3 separate regions of the Mus musculus genome follow, and all the other regions are linked to region 3. The links are chromatin contacts, called in public promoter capture Hi-C maps. All regions are on one chromosome and are shown on one strand. The core of a region is the stretch at or near the end of the contact, and the rest is flanking DNA. Distances in the headings are between cores, read along the strand shown. Region 1 overlaps Hecw2 (HECT, C2 and WW domain containing E3 ubiquitin protein ligase 2). Region 2 holds the start of Stk17b (serine/threonine kinase 17b (apoptosis-inducing)). Region 3 holds the start of Ccdc150 (coiled-coil domain containing 150).

What was found. Promoter capture Hi-C pulls out the DNA fragments that hold promoters and counts their contacts. Capture Hi-C pulls out chosen DNA fragments and counts their contacts.
Region 1: a contact with region 3 is called in a promoter capture Hi-C map of embryonic stem cells, with 3 times the contacts expected there. The contact joins the enhancer-like site here to the promoter of Ccdc150 in region 3. A contact is called at or near these places in 11 of 39 promoter capture datasets (the 3T3-L1 cell line, cranial neural crest, embryonic stem cells and 4 more), 1 of 15 datasets of contacts at CTCF or cohesin (the NIH/3T3 cell line), 1 of 115 datasets of contacts at active chromatin or transcription factors (trophoblast stem cells) and 2 of 9 other capture datasets (liver and macrophages).
Region 2: a promoter capture Hi-C map of adipose tissue shows a contact between it and region 3, with 2.1 times the contacts expected there. The contact joins the promoter of Stk17b here to the promoter of Ccdc150 in region 3. A contact is called at or near these places in 7 of 39 promoter capture datasets (the 3T3-L1 cell line, 3T3-L1-derived adipocytes, cranial neural crest and 3 more), 2 of 484 Hi-C or Micro-C datasets (muscle stem cells and uterus), 1 of 115 datasets of contacts at active chromatin or transcription factors (stem cell-derived neural progenitor cells) and 1 of 9 other capture datasets (adipose tissue).

What each region holds. Positions count from the first base shown.
Region 1 is chr1:53,928,622-53,931,321 of GRCm38.p6, reverse strand. It overlaps Hecw2 (HECT, C2 and WW domain containing E3 ubiquitin protein ligase 2), which reads left to right. Exons shown (of 29, transcript NM_001001883.3): 7 at 213-352. Among named protein-coding and RNA genes, the nearest start is that of Mir7681, 81 kb to the right of the region's middle. Within about 2 kb of position 1,286, at least 9 of the 459 cell types and tissues checked have an H3K27ac peak or open chromatin away from gene starts, as enhancers often do.
Region 2 is chr1:53,783,902-53,786,601 of GRCm38.p6, reverse strand. It overlaps Stk17b (serine/threonine kinase 17b (apoptosis-inducing)), which reads left to right and starts at 1,387. Exons shown (of 8, transcript NM_133810.3): 1 at 1,387-1,528.
Region 3 is chr1:54,249,381-54,252,080 of GRCm38.p6, reverse strand. It overlaps Ccdc150 (coiled-coil domain containing 150), which reads right to left and starts at 1,398. Exons shown (of 28, transcript NM_030025.2): 1 at 1,196-1,398. The coding sequence starts at 1,252. It overlaps Gm51622 (a long non-coding RNA gene), which reads left to right and starts at 1,468. Exons shown (of 3, transcript XR_003947818.1): 1 at 1,468-1,792.

The sequences.
Region 1 (2,700 bases), core at 37-2,536, 320 kb after region 3:
GGATTTCTGTTGCCACTCAGATTTTAAACTTTTTTTGTTTTAAGAATCTTCGTGACTTTCATTTGTTTTATCTGAGTACAGAATTGACAGCAACTGGTAATATGAACTCTGTGTGCCATCAGTTTAAGAGATACCATTTTCTGTATATAAAATGATAAGATGTTGTGTTTGTCTTCTAAGCCAACATGTTGTATGTTCTTTTTTAATTTCAGAAATACTCCTTTTTTGCACTTTTGACTGATGTCTTAGAAATTGAAATCAAAGACAAATTTGCCAAGAGCCGGCCCATCATCAAACGCTTCCTGGGGAAACTAACCATTCCAGTGCAGAGGCTGCTGGAGCGGCAGGCTGGGTAACTAACTGCCCCTCACTTGCCTCTCTTCTGAGATTAGTTTTTGAGGAGACAGAAGTGAAGCTTGGTAGTCCCTGGGTGTGTCTTGTCGATAAGAAGTGGAATGTGTCTCTTTAATAAGTGCCCTTATGCTCAATAAAGTGCACTGGACCCAAAATACCTTGTTCCAATGATTCACCTCCTTGTGGTATCAATCCTTTCCCAAGTCTCACCTAGATAGCAGTCAGTGACCATTCTCCTGCTACTCGGCTGGTTCGAGGGCATGTTGAAATCTTGCTGTGACACCCTCTCATGAGAATGTTCCACCCTCATCTTATCCTGATAAATTCCATCCACAGGGCCTACCTTTATTCCTGAAACACAAAAACCAAACTTATTTGGAGACTTAGATTTAGTTTTTCACTCCTGTAAGCTGTCTATGTAAGTTGTGAGTAGTTAAGAAATACAACATGCCCCCACCCATTGTTATGTAATACATAGTTTTATATCGTGGCTACTAGCAAACTCAATACTGCAAGTACTCTGGGGCGGTATTAGGTCATTTTGTGTGTCTTTTTTTCACTTCAGAAGAACCTTTTGAATGTGTGGTAATATGAGCCCCCTCCTCATAGCGGCAGTGGGGGCAACCCCCTCGGATGCTGGGTTGTTACCCTGCCCATCGTTAGACTATTTCAGAGACTTGTCCACATAGTGTCAGCAACTCCCAGAGGTGGAGGGTGTGATGCTAGTCATTTCAGAGATGAGGCTCTCAGGCTGCAGGTGGGAGAGCCGAGATCTGAGCTCAGTCCCTCTGCTCTAGACCCGCTGCTCTCTGAAACATCTGGAGGACAAGTTGTAGTTGTTCCCTGCCCGGGAAGCTGGCCCTGCATATTCACTGCACTTTTTACACCTTGAGTTCTGCCTGTAAGTGTTGCCAGTGGAGACCTGACCCTCCACATTCACTTCAGGTTTCTGGGGTTTCTGTTTCCTCATCTGAAAACGATTACTCAGACTATGAGGCCCCTCTAGCCCCATCAAACTCACAGATTCTGATGGATTCTGTTCCGCTTGATTTTCAGAAGATGTGACCAGGGTGGGTGGACAGCCCACACAAAATAAAGCAATAATACAAAACTCTAGGAGCTTGGTTTATCTGATAAAAAGCTGAGACATGACAGTTATTTTTAAAGATAATAATTATAGCTTCTAGAAGATATATTTTGAGAACTTTTGAAATTATTCTTAGCGTGTATCAACAGTGAATGATTATGTTAGGAATCAACTGCAATAAAGCTAGTATATTTCTCACTTGATTTATATTAATTATAACCATCTAATTCAGGTACTATATCTGTATCCATTTATGTACTGATAGCAAGATTGATCAAGGAATGGCTTGAGCTTGTCAGTGGTGTTTGTGTTAGTCTTTTAAAGAGCTAAACACCCACGGGAGAGACAGACCCAGCTCTGTGTGTAGTGTAAGGAAGTCCAAAATGCATTCACAAAGTGTCAGAAGTGAGATGTCTTTCCATGAACAGGCTAAAAGCATTGCCATCGTACCAGATACTGGCATATGTTAAAATTTCTGACCTGATTATTGTTTTCTATTGAGTAATCAATACATCTTGAAAGGGCTGTACTTTGGTTAGTTACACATTTGGTGAACTGCAGCTATCTGAAATAGGTGATAGTGTCCAGGGCAGGGCTTTATGGGATAATCTACACTTCCTAATCTTTTTTTAAAGCATTTGTTTAACCGTAAAATTTTCCATGGCATGGCCAGCTTCCTTTCCAAAAGACTTGTCACGGTCCTATGGTTATCATTTTCTCCAATTAGTGGGAGAATGCCTCGGGCATCTAGAGAAAGTCTTTTGTTGTTTGTTTTTTATAATAGTAGTAATGTATAGCATATTCTTCGTAATGATACATCATAGCAGGAAGCAGCTTGAGTCTGGATGGGCTGGACAAACTCAGGAGGAGAACCGGGACCCACACTCCGTACAGAACACACTCTTCATGGAGGATCCAAGAGGCATAGGCCACTTTTCTGAACTGTGATATGGGAGAGTTGAATTGAGGATGTTTTTCTCAGTTAAAATTATTCCACGTAATGGTTCTTGTTTGGCAGTTAGTTATTATGTATCCATTAAGTGCCTACTAAATGTCAAGCACTGTGTTGGGCATTGGAGATGAGACAGTAACTAAAACAGATGTGTACAGTCCTTTCCTTATAACTCTTATAGAACACTCATTCTCTACCTTAAACATTGCTTTTGCAAATCTTCCCTCATTAGCATCACTAGTGGTTTTTGGCAGAAAATGGAGACGCAATCATTTTATTTTGACAAGAAAATGATGGATTTATTAGA
Region 2 (2,700 bases), core at 138-2,637, 470 kb after region 3:
CAAAAACGATCACAAGGAACTCCAAGAGGGCACTGGCTAAGCCTTGGTACTGACACTTTTGGATGCAGCTGCTGTTTCCTGGAAGAAAGTATGGGAACAATCTCATTGGTTTGTGGACACCTTAACATTTATGCTTCCCTGGCTAAAAAGATGCAACATTATCCATTTGACAACACTTAAAGAATCAATACATTATACTGAGGCCTGTCTAAATAACAACACAGACCTCATGAAATGGTTTTGATAACTTTAAATGCATGTGTCCTGGGACATACACTGCTTGGAAGGGCAAGCAGATGGCTTGAAGAAATCTTGGTTAAATGTGACAGGGGAAGAACATAAAATGGTTGCTAAGATGTTCTAAAAGCAAGAGAGTTCCACTCACAGAATTTTTCCCAATAGTTTTTTATACCTACTAAAAAAGTACCCTTCAGCAGTTCTAGATTCTATGTGTAGATGCTACATATAAACGTATAAGTAACCTAGGATCTTATATGTATGTAAACCTACTGTATCTAGCACGAAACTTTCAGTTTTTAAACAGTCTTCAATAGTTAACAGATCTGGGGGCCTGGGGGTGGAACTTAGAAGTGGAACCCTTGCTAAGCATGTGAAAGGCCCTGTGTTCTAACACTGCTAAGAAAGAAAGAGAGAGAGAGAGAGAGAGAGAGAGAGAGGGAGGGAGGGAGGGAGGGAGGGAGGGAGGGAGGAAGAAAGAAAGAAAGAAAGAAAGAAAGAAAGAAAGAAAGAAAGAAAGAAAGAAAGAAAGAAAGAAAGAAAGAAAGAAAGAAAGAAAGTAGCAATGGGCATTGAGCAGGTACAAGTTTTCCTCATTTCCCCTACCACAGTAAACCAGCAATTAGTTCATCTTCAGATTCTCCTACAGTGTCTTGAGCTAGTTAGTGTCTTAAGACATCCAGCTGTAGAGACTAGGATCCTGGAGTCCTATTTATGGCTTCAAGAACCCATAGCAAGCTGGAATCTCTATTTGTAGGGTAGGTTCAGGAGGTAAGGAAGAGGACAAGGAAGATTTGAAACACAGAACTTTAATCATCACAAGTCAAAGAGCCCGGACATCGGCTTCTTTCATCTCTTGTGTCCCGATACTTACACATCCCGGAACTACTCTGAAGGTGGAAAAAGTGGGAAAAGAGGCGCGGACCCCCCCCCCCCCCCAACCCGGCCTGCACACTGTCCAGTTCTAGGCTACATCCAGCAACCAAGTCTTCAGGCGCTCGGCGCTCCGCCCACTCCCCGCCCCCCTCCTGAGGCCCGGCCTCACAGCACGCGCTGCCGGCCGCCGCCCCGCCCCGCCCCCACGTGACAACCCCACCCTCCGTAATCGCTCCGATTGGCTCTTGGGCAGCAGAGGGCGGAGTCTGTGTCGAAGTACAGTGTCCCAGACGCGGCTGCACTTTTCAAACCTCAACTGTAAGAAGCGTCGGTCAGCGTCTGTGCGGTCGCCGCCGGGAGTCGCCTCACAGGGGCCTGGCTGACGGCGACCAGCCGTTGTGGGGAAGAGTGCGAGGTGAGCCCGTGTAGCCGTGGCCCGGTCGGAGGGAGGGCAGAACCCGCGACGGCGCGGAGCTGCGGCGGAGCGGTCGGTGTGGGGGCGCGGGGACCCTGCGGCGAGCCCGAAGGCCAGAGCCGGCGTCCCTGAGCGCGGCCATGCCCGATAGCCTCCGCGGCGTCTCGACGTGGTCCTCCGGGTGGCTCCGGGGCTCGCGTGCTGTGGGCGCGGGACGCCTTCACGTCGGGGCGGGTGGACGCGTCCGGCCAGCAGCCTGGGAGAAACTTTGCGGTCATCGCGTGGGCCGCTGTCAGTCCCGGCGTGGGGAGCCACAGCTGTTTCCGTGACTTTTTGGCTTTAAAGCAGTGGGAATTCTTCTGTACTTGTGACCCATCCTCAGACTAGACAGCCACATCATGGCCACGGTCTGGATCTTTATCCCGACTCGGCCTTACCGTGGGAAAAGCGCTTAATTTGGCTTCACTCTCGGGATATAGATGAGTGGAGACAAAGTTGAAAGAAACTTCACGGCCGGCCGGCTGGTGGCTAGTGGCCGTGGCTGTGCTGGGACTAGAGAAGCGCTGGCTTCAGCTTGCAAGTTGGAATTAAGAAATACTTCTGAAAGCCTAGGAATTTCAACCATAATCATTAGCTTGCAGTGTGACATTCACTGAGGGTTTGGCTGACGTCATGTTTACATACATGGTACCGATAACACCGAACCTCGCCGGCAGGTTTGATACCGTGTGGACTTTTTAAGTGTTCAAGACTGGGAGAGAGGCTGTGCCTTGAGCAGCAAGGTCTGCAGAGGTAACGAGGCAAGTGGAGGCATATGTAACATGGAATTTAGAACTCCAGGAGCACAGTTTTATTATGGAGAGATATAAACTCCTTTCTCATTGGTACAGTCTTCACAGTGAGATGCCCAGAAATGGTTTTCAACAACTTCATAAAAATTGAATCACAGTGCCTTAAAATTGTGTATATTAAAAAACACTAGTCCATGGAAATCGTGACCAAATTTTAGACCTGTCTTTTCACCTAATCTTTTTGATATTAATTTAATTTTTTGGTAGTTTTAATATTTCAAGTAATTGGTTTTTTTGAGATACACATACATTTTAGATAATTTTCTGGAATGAAGGTTTACTATTAAAGTAAATTTACTTACATGACAGTATGCTTAAGTT
Region 3 (2,700 bases), core at 149-2,648:
CACAAGCTTACCAGGAAGGGTCTGCTAAGGAAGGAATACATAAATGCATCTCATTACGGTTTATTTATTTACTTATTTTAGGTTTGAGGCAGGGTCTTGTGTAGCTCAAGCTTCCCTCAAACTCGATGTGAGGATGACTTTAAACTTCTCCTCAGGTCTCTACCTCCCAAGGCTAGAATTACAGGCACACACTACCAAATGGTCTTGGCAGGCACTCCGCTGTGCAATAACCCAGGTTCCTCCCATCTTAGGTCTTGTATGTTCCTTTCTACCTTCTGGCTTCAGTTCTCTCTCTTCAGATGACAAAATAGAATTTAGTCCTATGCAGGTGAAGTGCCTGCTTGTCTTCATCAAACCATGGACCAAGTCGTGTGCAAAAGGGGTTATTGGCATTAATCGTACTATGGCATTTGTAGCATAGACTGAGAGACACCACATTTGTATTCATGTCTCTAAAGGGTTTCTAGATATCTGCTGTCAGCATCAGAATGGATCTTACTGTCGCGGAGCATGCAATTTCTGTCGGAGGAAGGAAACGGGTGTGTGTTATGTCCCAAATGGTGCCTGGAAAGCAGCTAGTTTAAAATAGCCCTTTATTTGTCCCTGTGTATAATTCCCTAGCACGGGGGAAGTCCACAAACCAACCAACCAACCAACCAACAAAACCCCAAGAATCTGTGTTTGACCCACGTTGATTCACGTAGGGTTACAATCCTTTTGTTGGTGTTGTTGAGCCTAGCATAGTATCTTGGCTGTTGTGGGTGCCAAACACGACAATACTTAACAAACATCTATCTCCGCTCAAGCAAGAAACAGTGTACAAATACAAATGGAGACGCCTCACGTCCAGGAAGCAAACCAGGGAGGATAACAAGTGGCAGAAAACCATGCCTTAATGTTGAAAAAGCCTTCGCCAGGAACCTTCAACTAACTGTATACCTAAATGGGGAACAGCAACTAAAGTAGAGGTCTCAGCGGCTGGCCACCCTTCTGCAGCTGTGGTCCAACCAAGGCCAACTTAACCTGGCTTGTTTTCACAGCCAGGCAGGGTGCTGAAGCAAGGTAAACCGAGGCTCTAGAGGTCTCCAGGGCCGGACTGGACTCGGGCTGGGAGGGAAAGGAACCTTGTTCTGAGGCGTGGTCTCTCCCCCTAAGCCGCCCACCTCAGTTTCCTGTGTGGGCCCGGCAGCCTCACCCCTGATTCATCCAACAGCCCGTAGCTCGGTCCTCCAGGCAGCAAGTTTGTTTCCATGGAACTAAAACAGCTCTTTAAACCAACCCGCTCGCCAGCAGGGTTGCTCCGGCACGCAGGCGCACCCGAGGTGAGGCATGCCGGGAAGTGTAGTTTTCCCGGCCCAGCAGGGCCCTCCACTTGGGGAGGGACCCTGGCCGGAATCCCTCAGTGCTCCGGGAAACGCGAGACCACGTGACCCGGATGACGCCAAACTCCATTGTGTTTCCAGCAGAGCACGCTGGGAAACGTAGTTGCTGCCCTCTCCTCGATTGGGTCGGCTTTGCCCTAATTACTAGGCGCACCCTGCAGGAAGCAAGAAGAGGCCAAGATCAGATGTTTTCAGTTGTTGGAGAACCAGAGGACCAAATAACGTATGAACTATGAGAAACTAACAAATATTTTGTTAATGAACACAAGAATGTAAAAAAAATCAGCTCGTTCTTGTCAAAAGAATCCACTCGGTCCTCTTTCATAACGATCAGGTAGAGAGTAAGCCACGCAGACGCTACTCTCTAGTCTTCTGTCTCTTCAGCGTAGATTTTGATTCCTTGTTGACAGGTAAACGAAGCCGGTGGAAAGGGAGGAAGGAAGGGAAAGAAGGGAAAAGCCGGGGAAGGAGAAAAAAGGTGTCATGTTTTTCAGTTTTGCCTTAAAAGTGTTTACACTTCGTGAAAACCCTCCTATAGTTAAGAACGTGGTATTCAACTTCACCTGAGTTTCAGGACACAGGACCAAATGATTGGTACCCCACACAGGGCAATCAAAGCTCTTCCTTCTGGCTGAGGGAATAAACCTGATAAACCTAGTCTGAGAGTTGAGTCTGAGAGTTGTCACTTCGCAGGTGTCTTGACAGAAATGCTATTCTGATTCTTTTGGTGACTGGGGCCTCCTGAGCAGGGGGGAGGATACCTGCCCATTGAGCCACAGCTGTTAAGACATTCATAAGACTGTGAATGACCCATGAAAAGAAATGCCTTTGTTCAAAAACAACTTTAAACATAAAAATGAAAACGCATTAGTGCAAAAAAAAAAAAAAAAAAAAAAAAAGCTGGTAATTTTCAGTGTATATATGATTTCACTTCCATTCAACAAGATTTTTCTGTAGAACAGATGAAGGACACATGTATGCACTCCCCAGAAAAGCCTCAGGCTTTGGTGAGATGAGAAAATTCACAAGCTCACGTCTCCCGATTAGGCAGTAGTCAGAGAGTTAAACTGAATTAAGTCGGTGCCTTTCACTTCTTGTGTCCATCACCTGGCAAGTAAGAATTTAGGTCAAACAATTGCAAAGTTGGAGAAATGGATTTAAAATTTTCAATATTGATAATAAATTTATCAGCTAGAGATTCGGTTTCTCTTTAATTGAAAATTCATCACATTCAACATCTAATTTTGTGGTTGGTTTGGGTGGATATTTTTGTTTATTTGTTTGTTGGGTTTTTACTTTTTGAGAGTCATGTTAATAT